Linked DNA regions of Anser cygnoides: region 1 is linked to region 2. A link is a contact called in public Hi-C data. All regions are on one chromosome and are shown on one strand. The core of a region is the stretch at or near the end of the contact, and the rest is flanking DNA. Distances in the headings are between cores, read along the strand shown.

Region 1 (5,107 bases), core at 2,246-4,745, 71 kb before region 2:
AGTAAGCTAAAAAAAAAAAAGGGTCACATAGATGGGAAAAACAATTATAAGTCAGTTATTTCTTTGGCGCAATCATGTTTATTCATGAATAACATACATACAGTTCTGTTGTCCTAAATTCAGTATGACGCAAACGAAGGAAAGCATTTTCCATGGAGCTCATGGTTCCCAGCCTTTTCCTGTGTGGCACTTTGTCCCATAGCACTCTTTCAACTTTTTTTTTTTTCCAGGTGTTCTGTTTCAAGTGCTTCTCCAGAGTTTCTTTGCTGCTTACCTATGTGCTGCTGTGGTGTTTCTCTATAACTCTCATACACACCCGTGCACACACAGCTCCTTCCAAATCACTGCATATTTATTCAGACCTACCTGTGTACAAAGTCATGGTCAGCCCTGTTCAGTGTCTGCATTTTAAACAGTCCCGACAACTCCAGCTGTCTAACTAATAAAGAACTTAAAACAGCCTTTTTTTAACATTTAGTCTAGAGGAAGAGTATTAGCGGATACACTGTAAGATTTCACCCAGACTGTATCATAACAACACTTCTGGTCTGTCACAGTACAGGAATCTAGAACGGCAACAAGGTCCAAGCTAGCAGAAAGAAGTCATTTCCAAAATAAAACCTATTTGAAAATAGTAGCATGCTATATTTATTTCAAGACATTTTCAAATCACCAATCCAAAACTTTAGTGGAATCTTTTCCTGATTATTTTGTAACCCTTTAAAAACTGGAAAGAATCTCAATGAATAAATTCCTATGATTCCTCTGACATCTAATGAGATAATTGGGCCATGCTCAATTTAAAGATGCTATTCCCGAGGCAAATGTTCTGGATTCAGTTTCTTCAGGTGTATTTCAGGATTCAGGAACAGTCACAAGGAACACTTCTTTCCTCTGATTCCTTCAGCTAAGGGAGAAGCTTTTTAAGTTTTGGATTCTGCTGTTCACGTCTCTTAGTTGGCTTTCAGTAACTCTTCACCAGAATCAAACAGAAGTTGACTACCAGTCTGTATCAAGCAGACAGATACATCAAAAGAAATGCCTCCCACAAGGACTACACATTCCTTTTTCACATCTTGCGTTTTGCAACCTATATCCATCATCATCTGCTGGTGGGAAGAACTTCCTATCTTCTGTACTTAATCTTTCATATTTCAAACTTCCTGAGGCAAATGGAAAGCCTTTGTTATGATAGCAAGAGGTGGTACTGCATTCTAGCATGAATGTATCTACAATGCCATCACTCCATCGAACTTTTCTTCAGTATCTGAGTCCTCTCCTTAAGAGGTCCCAGGGCATGCTGCACTTTAAACAAAACCCCAAAGCAATAGCTATTTCTAAACAAATTTTCCATTGTTAATCTACCTGTTCCTTTCTGTCTTTTTCAGGCAGCATCCGAGCTTTTCCTATCCAAGCTTTTTGAATACACGAGCTTTGCTACAGGTAATTGTTAAAACTTTGCAGTGCATTTTTCAGTCTTGATGATTCACAAATGTAATAAACTACTGTAGGGGTGCACTATCTACAGCACTCCTGTCCTCCGGTACAAAACCTGATGGAAATGCTTCTTACTTATACATTTGCTCTAAACAGCTACTACACCCTTAAATGATTGGTCTGTTCATCGACACTTCTCTCAGAGCATAAATATCTGAAACTGTGTCCCATACTAAAGCACTCTGAAAGAAGCACGGACAAGATTAGGTGCGAGAGCCCTTAAGAACTGTGGAAATGCTAAACCACGTTCAATTTTGAAGTGTCTCCCACTATCCACTGCTTTTGCACTGCTGTTGAACTTCCAAGTGACTGCTCTGTAATAAAAGTTTCACAAAATGTGCCTGTTCATCTATGGAGCTGGACAAGGCAGATCCGTATTCCTTCCTTCAGAGGAAGACTAGCAGTTAGGCACCTAGTACACGCACAGTTGCCTCTTTTTTAAGCATGCTGTATCTCACTGGGTACAGTCCCCAGTAAGAAATCTTACCACGAATCACTAGCAGATGTCTTGGTTTTCAGTCAGACAGTAGAGTGTATTAAATACTACCTGGGTCTAACAAATGCAACGCGTCATGGAGCACCATTCCCATTGTCTTCGAACACAGTGGAGACACTGCATATGTTTTTCTCCACAGGTCCTAGCCTGCTGTGAGAGCAGTCTTCCTCCTGCCCTTTGGGTCAGCCTTCTCTTCATGACACAACATCCTCGGCTCCATCTATTTCTCAGTGAGCAAGAATCCTCCTGTAAACTTGCATTCAGTACCCCACTGAATCTGCTCTTCTCTTTTCTTCATCACAACGATGGGTAAGGCTCAGAACTGAAGAAGGCAAGATTAATTGCTTGATGGCTCCGAGGACTTATCCATCTCTGCAGCACATAAATAGTGAGCTAGCTGTTTAATAAAGTATTTCCCTTTTATCATTGCTGTACAGGATCCATACTTGATCAGGATGATTGCTTTACAGTGATAAAGCTTCTTAGATCATCCCATGTTTTACATTTAACGTTAGAGTAAATTCAGCATCAAAGTAAGCTCATTTTCTCCCCAGTAGTTTCCTTGTATATATGTATTTACTAAACACATTGGCTCCTGTTTTGCTTGGTATTTTTTTTCCTGCTGCTTTTGCTCATCAGAAGTGCTCAGCAAATAAGCAAGCATCCATCTCTCCTTCAAAGCCAAAAAGATGTCAGCAGCTAGAATCCCTTTATGAAAATTGTTTCACTTTATCTTCTCCTTCCTTTTCTAAAACCCTACTGCAGCAAGTAGCTACAATGATCTGTGCTTTTACAGACAGGATAATCTGTCCATTGCAAATCAGTTGCCTTTTTATAGATCCTTTCCTTTGATGACCTGGGCTTCATCTTTAAAATGGATTTCCACAAACTGACTTTGTAGGACACTTTGTGGTATTCATTACTTACACTTTATCACAAAAAGAAATCCAAAGCAATAATGACTTCATATGTCCTCACAACTACCTAGTCATCTTGCTTAACCTCAAGTACTTTATTTATTTATTATGGCTCATTTTATACGGATTTTCAGAATATCAGCCAACAACTAATTTGTTCCATTATTTTTAATTTCTCTCACTTTAGAGATCATTTTTATCCTGAAAAGAACATAAAATCATCAGTCAGGAGACAGACCAAAATCTCTTTCTCCGTAATATGTATTAAACACAGATGCGTTTATAGGCTCGTGATAATCCATTTTCGTTTTCTTCACTGATAACTGCTTCCAGTTCTGATGCACACATGCAAGAAGACTCAGGTTCTGCAGTGAATTCCAGAGCCTCTCCGTACTCTTTTGGCTTTCGTTCACTGAGTTTAATCTGCAAGCCCAAGTTTGTCTAATTAATTTATTGCCAGTTTGTCTTAGAAGTCTTCTGTTTCTGGCAGAAACCGCCGAAATCTTCTCTGGATGCCTGCCACGACAGGTAGATTTTTATTCCCTCTCCTATCTTGTATTTATGTTCTGGCCAGTTCAAGGTGATTGGCTCCAAAGTACAGAGCCCGTCTCTAACTCCCAGAGCTAATGAAGACGGGAACTTTTTCCAAGAAGTGTAGTAGCATGCCAGCAGCCAAAACAACTGCTAAAATCCCTCTGTGTTTATCTTCTCAGCCTATGAGCTGTGTTCCTGAAGCAATGAATAAATCTCAGTTTCCCTCCCCAGAAGATCATGTTTGGGTAGCAGTAGTATATATTATTTGAGGTGAGGCAATGCGAACATTCTCCTCCAGGATATTAGAAATAGAATATGATCTTAAATGAAAATAATTTTTTTCCTTCTTCGCGTTCCAAGTGAGTTCAAGGTTAATAGAAACTTGCAACTTATCTGCTCAGAAACTGGATTCACTTCTGCTATTAATGTCACCATTTTTTACTTAGGTTGAACCAAGAGGAGGTTTGTAGGCTGTTTTCATTAGGGAGATAAATCAGTGATGGAGTGAAGTATTTATTAGGTGCAGTGCCTTTTATTTCCACATATTTTTATTATGTATGTGAAGGTTTTGTTCTTTTTTGACACAAGATGAATCCAGATCAGGAAAAAAGAAACAAAAAACAAAAACCAACCATTATTTCCTTGTAGTTCCAAGCCTCTTTCCAAGAAGCACTGTGCACAAAAGGGCTCGCCCTCCACTCTTCTTTCTTAGCATATGTTTACATTGCTTTCCTGGCCATATCTTCTCCATGAGATTTTGTACTGTTTTTCTAGTTGATGTTTCTCCACACACAGTTTCCTCAAACAATAGTCCAACCTTTTTTATCTGAACCAACAACAAAACTTCCTACATAACTCCAACTTCTTGTCTTTTTCCCCTGTGTCATAGGTGTGGCTGGTACGGCTCCAGCTGTCAGTGATATGAAAGAATGAGGTCTGCATTTATTGTGAATGAAGCATGAATGTTAATAAGTTAATCAGCTTCAACAAAGCTTCATTCAGTGACCAGCATGGCATCACAAGAACCAACGTAACTGCCAGAGATGCACAGCAGTTTGCATCCACAAACTGAATGAAAACAATGCTACCATGTTGGCACAAAAGAAGTGAATAGCAACAACAATAAACAAACAAACAAAAAACACAAAATGCACATTTTCAGAACAAGCTCAAGATGGGCTGGTCTAAGTCATCTAATCTATTAAAATAATTTGAGTCCCATGGGGGAAGCGTTATGTGCACTAGTTTGACTAGTCTGCTTCAAACCTGGAAGTAAACTACCATTCTCCTGAACACCCTTTCAGGCAGCAAAAACATTTTGTGAAATCTGTGAACAACAACATCAGTATCTCAACTACAGAGCAGTGAGTGAAAACCTTAAAGAAGAAAACAGCACTAGACTGACTGAATTTTTAACAGTCAAGTTGGTAAAGCTGGGAGATGCAAGCGAAGATGCTGATGGGATTGTTTCACCAGTTTAAAAGAAGTATCATCTCTTAGCTATGCAATTAGGTGGACTCTTTCACTATTATCTTTGGTAGTGTGAAGATCCTCAAACAATGTGAGCTTCTGCACTGACATTCGGTAGGTACAGGTACTCTCTTTTTAGGGGATGAAAACTAAGGAGGGTTTGGAGGGAAGAAGAGTGGAGGGAAGAAATACT
Region 2 (5,163 bases), core at 455-2,954:
TTGGGGATGATGAAGGACAACGCCTCAGAAAGTGCACGGAAGGGAGTTATGCGGAGACGCGGCTTGGAGGGGCGGGGAGCGGGGGGAAAGTAAGACAAAAAAAACCCACATCGTTAAAGACTCAGCAGTCCAGGCTTTCCTAAAACCCGACCTCCGAGCCCCGGAGGTCCCTTTCATGCCCGGGGGGGGAGCGAGTGAACTATTCTTGGAGGGAGCGGGAGGCGTCCCCCGCATCGACCCCTTCCTCACCCCGGCCCCGGGCAGCCCGAGGGCCGTGCCGGAGGACGAGGCACCCCGCTAGCGGGGGAAGCCGGAGGCCGCCCCCCAACCTGCCCTCCCGGCGCGGCAGAGCCGGGCTTTAAGGCCGTCCCCGCCGCGGGGGTGGCGCAGCCCGCCCGGGGGCGGAGGGCCGGGGCTGTAAGCTCACCCCCAGCCCCGGCCCTCTCCCTGCCCGCCTGCGGGGAAGGGGAGTTATGGCCCCGCTCCCGGCTTGCGGGGAGCCGCCGTCTCCCCTCTGCGGAGGAGGCTCGGCGCTGTCGAGCAGCTGCCATTACTCGGGCCGAGACCCAAGCAGACATTCCCCCCCCACCCCCCCCCCCAAACCCCAGCGAGGAAACGCGGGGGCGGCGGGGGAGAAGCGAGAGAAAGGAAAAAAAAGGGCGGGGGGGGGAGAAAAGCGGGGAGCAAAGCTTGTGAGAATAGAGCCGGGGGGGCGGCGGGGCCGAGGCCGGGCTGCGCCACACCCCGCTCGGCCTCGCCTCTCACGCGAGTCCCCGGCTCCCCCGCGCCCTGCAGGCCCGGCGGAGCGCTGAGGGCACCGTTCCCCCCGGGGGGGGCCCTCTGCCCCTCTGCCCACCCCACCGCCTCCTCACGCCCCGACCCGATCCCGACCCGGGCTGAAAGTCTGGCGAAACCGCCGGCTTTTTTTTTTTTTTTTTTTATTGGAAGCCGAAAGCCGGCCGGGGAAGGCGTGTAAGGACAAAAATAATCGCCGTTAATAATCACACGCGCCCCGCCGCCGGCCCCCTTCTTCTCGATTTCCAAGCGGGCTGCGAGATAATCCTTCCCACTCCAAAAAAATAATATATATATATATACATATATATAAAAATCCCGCCTTCCGTCCCCGTCGGCCCCCCCCCACGCTCCCCCTCCCGCAGCCCCACACATTTTATTATTAAGTATAATTGCTCCCCCCTCCCCATATGCTCCCCCACGGGGCAGGATTGCCCCCTCCCCTCGTGCCCAGCCCTTCCCCTGTCCCCTCTCCCCCATCTCCTTGGAACAGTGTGTACATGATTTTGTAGTTTTTTTAAGGCGCCATGTTTATAATCCTCCATCATATTAAAAAAAAATCCACCCAGCATGAGACACGGTGTCTCTCGCACCCCAAAGCCAGGGAGGCAGACAGAGAAATATCCACAGGGCTGTAAATTCAACCCCCCCTCCCGCACACACACCCCTCCTCCCCAGACTTAAAAGTCTCTCTCACCTTGTGCTGCTGCCGCTGCTTCTGCTGCTGCAGGGGGGGAGAAGTTAAGCCAGGGGAAACTTTTCAATCCCTTCCCCAGGCCGCTGCTGCCTCCTCCTTCCACATATTTTTCCCCTCAGAGTTTTATTGTGTCTGAATTTTCTCTCTCTCTCTCCTCTTCTGTCTGTCCACAGTTCAGGTTTCTGGGGTAAACAGGGTTTAGGATGGTGCTAGGGATATTTGGGAGAAGGAGAACTCTAGTGGTGTCTGCTGGAGTTGCTGTTTGTTTCTTTTATTATTTTTTTTTTAATAATACATTTGAAACGGATCTTTAACTATTTATTATATATGTATTTTATCACACTCTTAGATCTGGATCCTCTCTTATTGCAGAGGAAAAAATTACCAGTTATCTGACCTCTTATCGTGAAACCCAGTTTGGAAAACATCTTTAAAAGTGGATACACACCTTGGGCAACAGAAACTAAAGCATATAGAAACAGTGTTCTGTCCCAGAATTGGCTATGTGTTCCAATTATGGGTCCACACTTTCACTGCAGGATTAGAAAATCTAGGTAATATGAAACTGTAGAGGTATATATATATACATATGTAAGTAGCAGGAAAACATGTACTTTTAATACCATTTTTACATAGACTATGAGATAAATATTAATTATTCATAAATGTCTAAGCAAATGCATTCTAAAGTTTCTGAAATACTCAAGGAATTAAATAATGGAACAGTAACACATTTTATAATTGATTAAACTCGACTAGCACTGTGACATACTTTATTAAAATACACTATAAGCTTAATCCCGTAAAATTTATGCATGCAAATAATTTTACTCACCTGAGTAGTCACTAGTATTATTAAAATAGTTTTGGAATACTAATAATGAAAAAAGATGCATCCATTCTGCCTGTTCAGTCAAAGAATTTAACACAATTTACACTCTGAACAGTGAAGGTTTCTCTAGTGTGTTTAGTAAATAAAATTTCTAGCAGTGTCTAAAACCACATTTTGTTTGAGACTGCTACATCAGGACTTCACCTCCACTTTTAAAAAATAAAATGCAAATAAGAGCTTGTTGAATGGCAGTGATAAAGCTTTACTTATGTTGTGTATTTAAATATGAAAGAACATTTTACATTATCTAAAATAAATAGATAGGAAAGAAAGTGCTGGTAATCTGTTTTCAAAGGGTACTTGAGGGGCTGGGCAGATACCAAACAGTGATACTATAGTTTATTAACTGCATTATATTGCTTTCATTAATAAAAAGCAAATGAGATTTATGGGCAATTTTTTAAGTAAGAAGGACACTCAGGAAGAGATTTAGTGTCAGTGTAATTACAAAAAGGCTACCTTATGTTAAGCATTTAGTTGTGATGTTTGGCTCAGATTTTGTTAAGACTTGTAATTTTCAAAAGACACTTGATTGAAATATATGCCAAGTTTCCATAGGATATTGGTGGCTTGGCTGCCTTAAGTTCCTCTGAAACCTGCTCTATACAAATTGTATCTGAGCTATATTTATATATGAAGGAAAATGTTTGGGTGCTTATCATTTCTACGGTTTCCACCATTCAGTCGAGCTGGCAGGTCTACTCAAGCAGGTGTGTTTTAGGCATACCAATTTTTGCTACCAGAAGCAAAGAGGAGAGAAAGGTACCCAGCAGCATACAGAACCGTCTTTAATTCTTCAGCTAAACCAGCCAGATACCCCATACAACCACGTTGGCTGGGGGGATTCTTTGGCATACATCCAAGACAAAGCTCCAATTCCACTCTCTGGTTCTTTAGTGAGAAGATTCATTACTCTGACACAGTGCCTTCTCCTTACCTATACAAATATTTACTTAAGGCAGAAGTTCAGCTATCTTCAGTATAAAAAGGTTTTAGCCCTTTATCTCTCAGGTCCCATAGAGAGCTGTCAAATAAATATTTAGGCCGCAGTTTCACGAACGCGGAAGCATATGCAGGATTGAATCCTTATGGTTTGCCTTACCTTACAGGGTTTTTTTTTTCCTGGAATCCACTGCTTGCCAACAATTTGTTGTAGTTAACATATTTGTAAAGGGTAGTCTGGACCGTCTCCAAATATTTGTTTCAGGATACAAATATTTGATTTTGTAAAGAACAAGGTATCCTAAAGCAAACATTTAGGGAGTGTCTACAACCATAACTACTTTACCTTGTGTGAGCTGATGGGCAGTGAATTAAATCAACTGTAGAGAAACAGGCATATAGTTTATATATGGGTGTTGGTGGGCCTTGTTTTGAAATGCTTTGATATCCTCTTTAGATCCCTCAGCTAGCCAGTTTTATTATATCGCCTTCGTGGTGCATATTGAAGGATAAAAATGATGCATTTCCCAATCATTTTGATTTATTTTTCACTGTATTGGAAAGACTTTTTTTATGTTCATTAAGATAAAGAATTGAAGTGACTCCAGCTGGTCTTGGTTAGCCTCGGTTCTTGCATTTATCAGCGTTTAGTGTGATATCTCCCATGCACGCTTCGCGGAGCCCTTTTGGCCATTAACTTTCCATCGGCAAAGCGAGCGAAGAGCTTTAAAGAGTTAACGCACAACTCCACTACCAAGCCGTGCAGGCTGAGACAGGCAGACAATAGGAAGGAAATCCCACCCTCCCACAGCACTGGGCAGCAGTATGTTTCCTCATAGGCGCTGGGAAATGTTTGTTAATACAAACGCTGGATTGGGGCCGTCTCCAGCCCCCCCCTCCCCAGGGCGAGGATTGGCTGCCGAAGCGGGCGAGAGGCGAAGGGAGGCCGGGGGAAATTGAGGCATTTCCTCCCTCCTCGGCCTCGAAGGTCCCTGGAAAGGATGAACGCGGAGCTGGGTGTGTGAAGCTGGACAGGCTCGTCTCAGGCTGAAGGAGCTCAGTTTGGGAACCAGTTTACCTGTCAAAACTCAATAGCTCGCAGTGTAATTGTAAGGGGTCCAGACATCTCTCTCTTTTCTTACTTGGTTGTGGAAAAAGAAAATGCACCACTACTGCAGTGTTAGAAAGCAAACACAATAAAGTTGCTTCCTTTCAAGTAAAAGTACATACAATAGAAATACATCAGGCTACACGTGTGCCAGTAATGTGCTGGTCAGGTCTACTGCAGCATTGTTGTCGGCATTGTTTCACATGTAGGCAGTACTGGAGGATAGGAGAAGAAGCTGAGCAAGGCAGAAGCACAGTTTTGCCAGCACGTGTGTCCAGCCTAAGAATGTAATTTGCTGCAGTGAGTTAAAGGGGTCACTGGACAGGTTCGTGGAAAAGAAATCCACTGCAGGTTGGAGCCACACAATCCACATGTCTTGGGAAGTCCCTGAGCCGAAAGCAGTTTGAAGCAACACTAGTGGGCACAAATACATATGTGCCTGGCTGGTGCTGTGTTCCTGACGTACCTTCTTATGGCCAGAACATGTTCTGGGCACAAGAAGGCTGCTGCTGCCTGCAGTTTCCTTTTAAACAATACTATTCCTTTTCAAGAGATCATTTTGCTTTCAGTGCTAGTACTGGACAATGCTACAATGTGTGGATGGGACCTTTTATTCATACCTCACTTTTTTTTACCATGCTCTTTTTTTAGTGGTACAACAAACATGGCTGAAAAAAGTCCACCTTACCTGGAGGGTTCCAGACACCAGGCTCAGCACTGTGAAAATGT

What was found. Hi-C and Micro-C count contacts between places; a contact is called where the count stands out from the background.
Region 1: a contact with region 2 is called in a Hi-C map of granulosa cells, with 2.9 times the contacts expected there. The contact joins the enhancer-like site here to the promoter of ZMYND11 in region 2. A contact is called at or near these places in 4 of 7 Hi-C or Micro-C datasets (fetal liver, granulosa cells and liver).

What each region holds. Positions count from the first base shown.
Region 1 is chr2:11,152,244-11,157,350 of Taihu_goose_T2T_genome, reverse strand. The region is part of intron 3 of ZMYND11 (zinc finger MYND-type containing 11); the gene reads right to left. Among named protein-coding and RNA genes, the nearest start is that of ZMYND11, 72 kb to the right of the region's middle. Within about 2 kb of position 3,495, at least 1 of the 3 cell types and tissues checked has open chromatin away from gene starts, as enhancers often do.
Region 2 is chr2:11,079,829-11,084,991 of Taihu_goose_T2T_genome, reverse strand. It overlaps ZMYND11 (zinc finger MYND-type containing 11), which reads right to left and starts at 1,704. Exons shown (of 15, transcript XM_048050543.2): 1 at 1,493-1,704.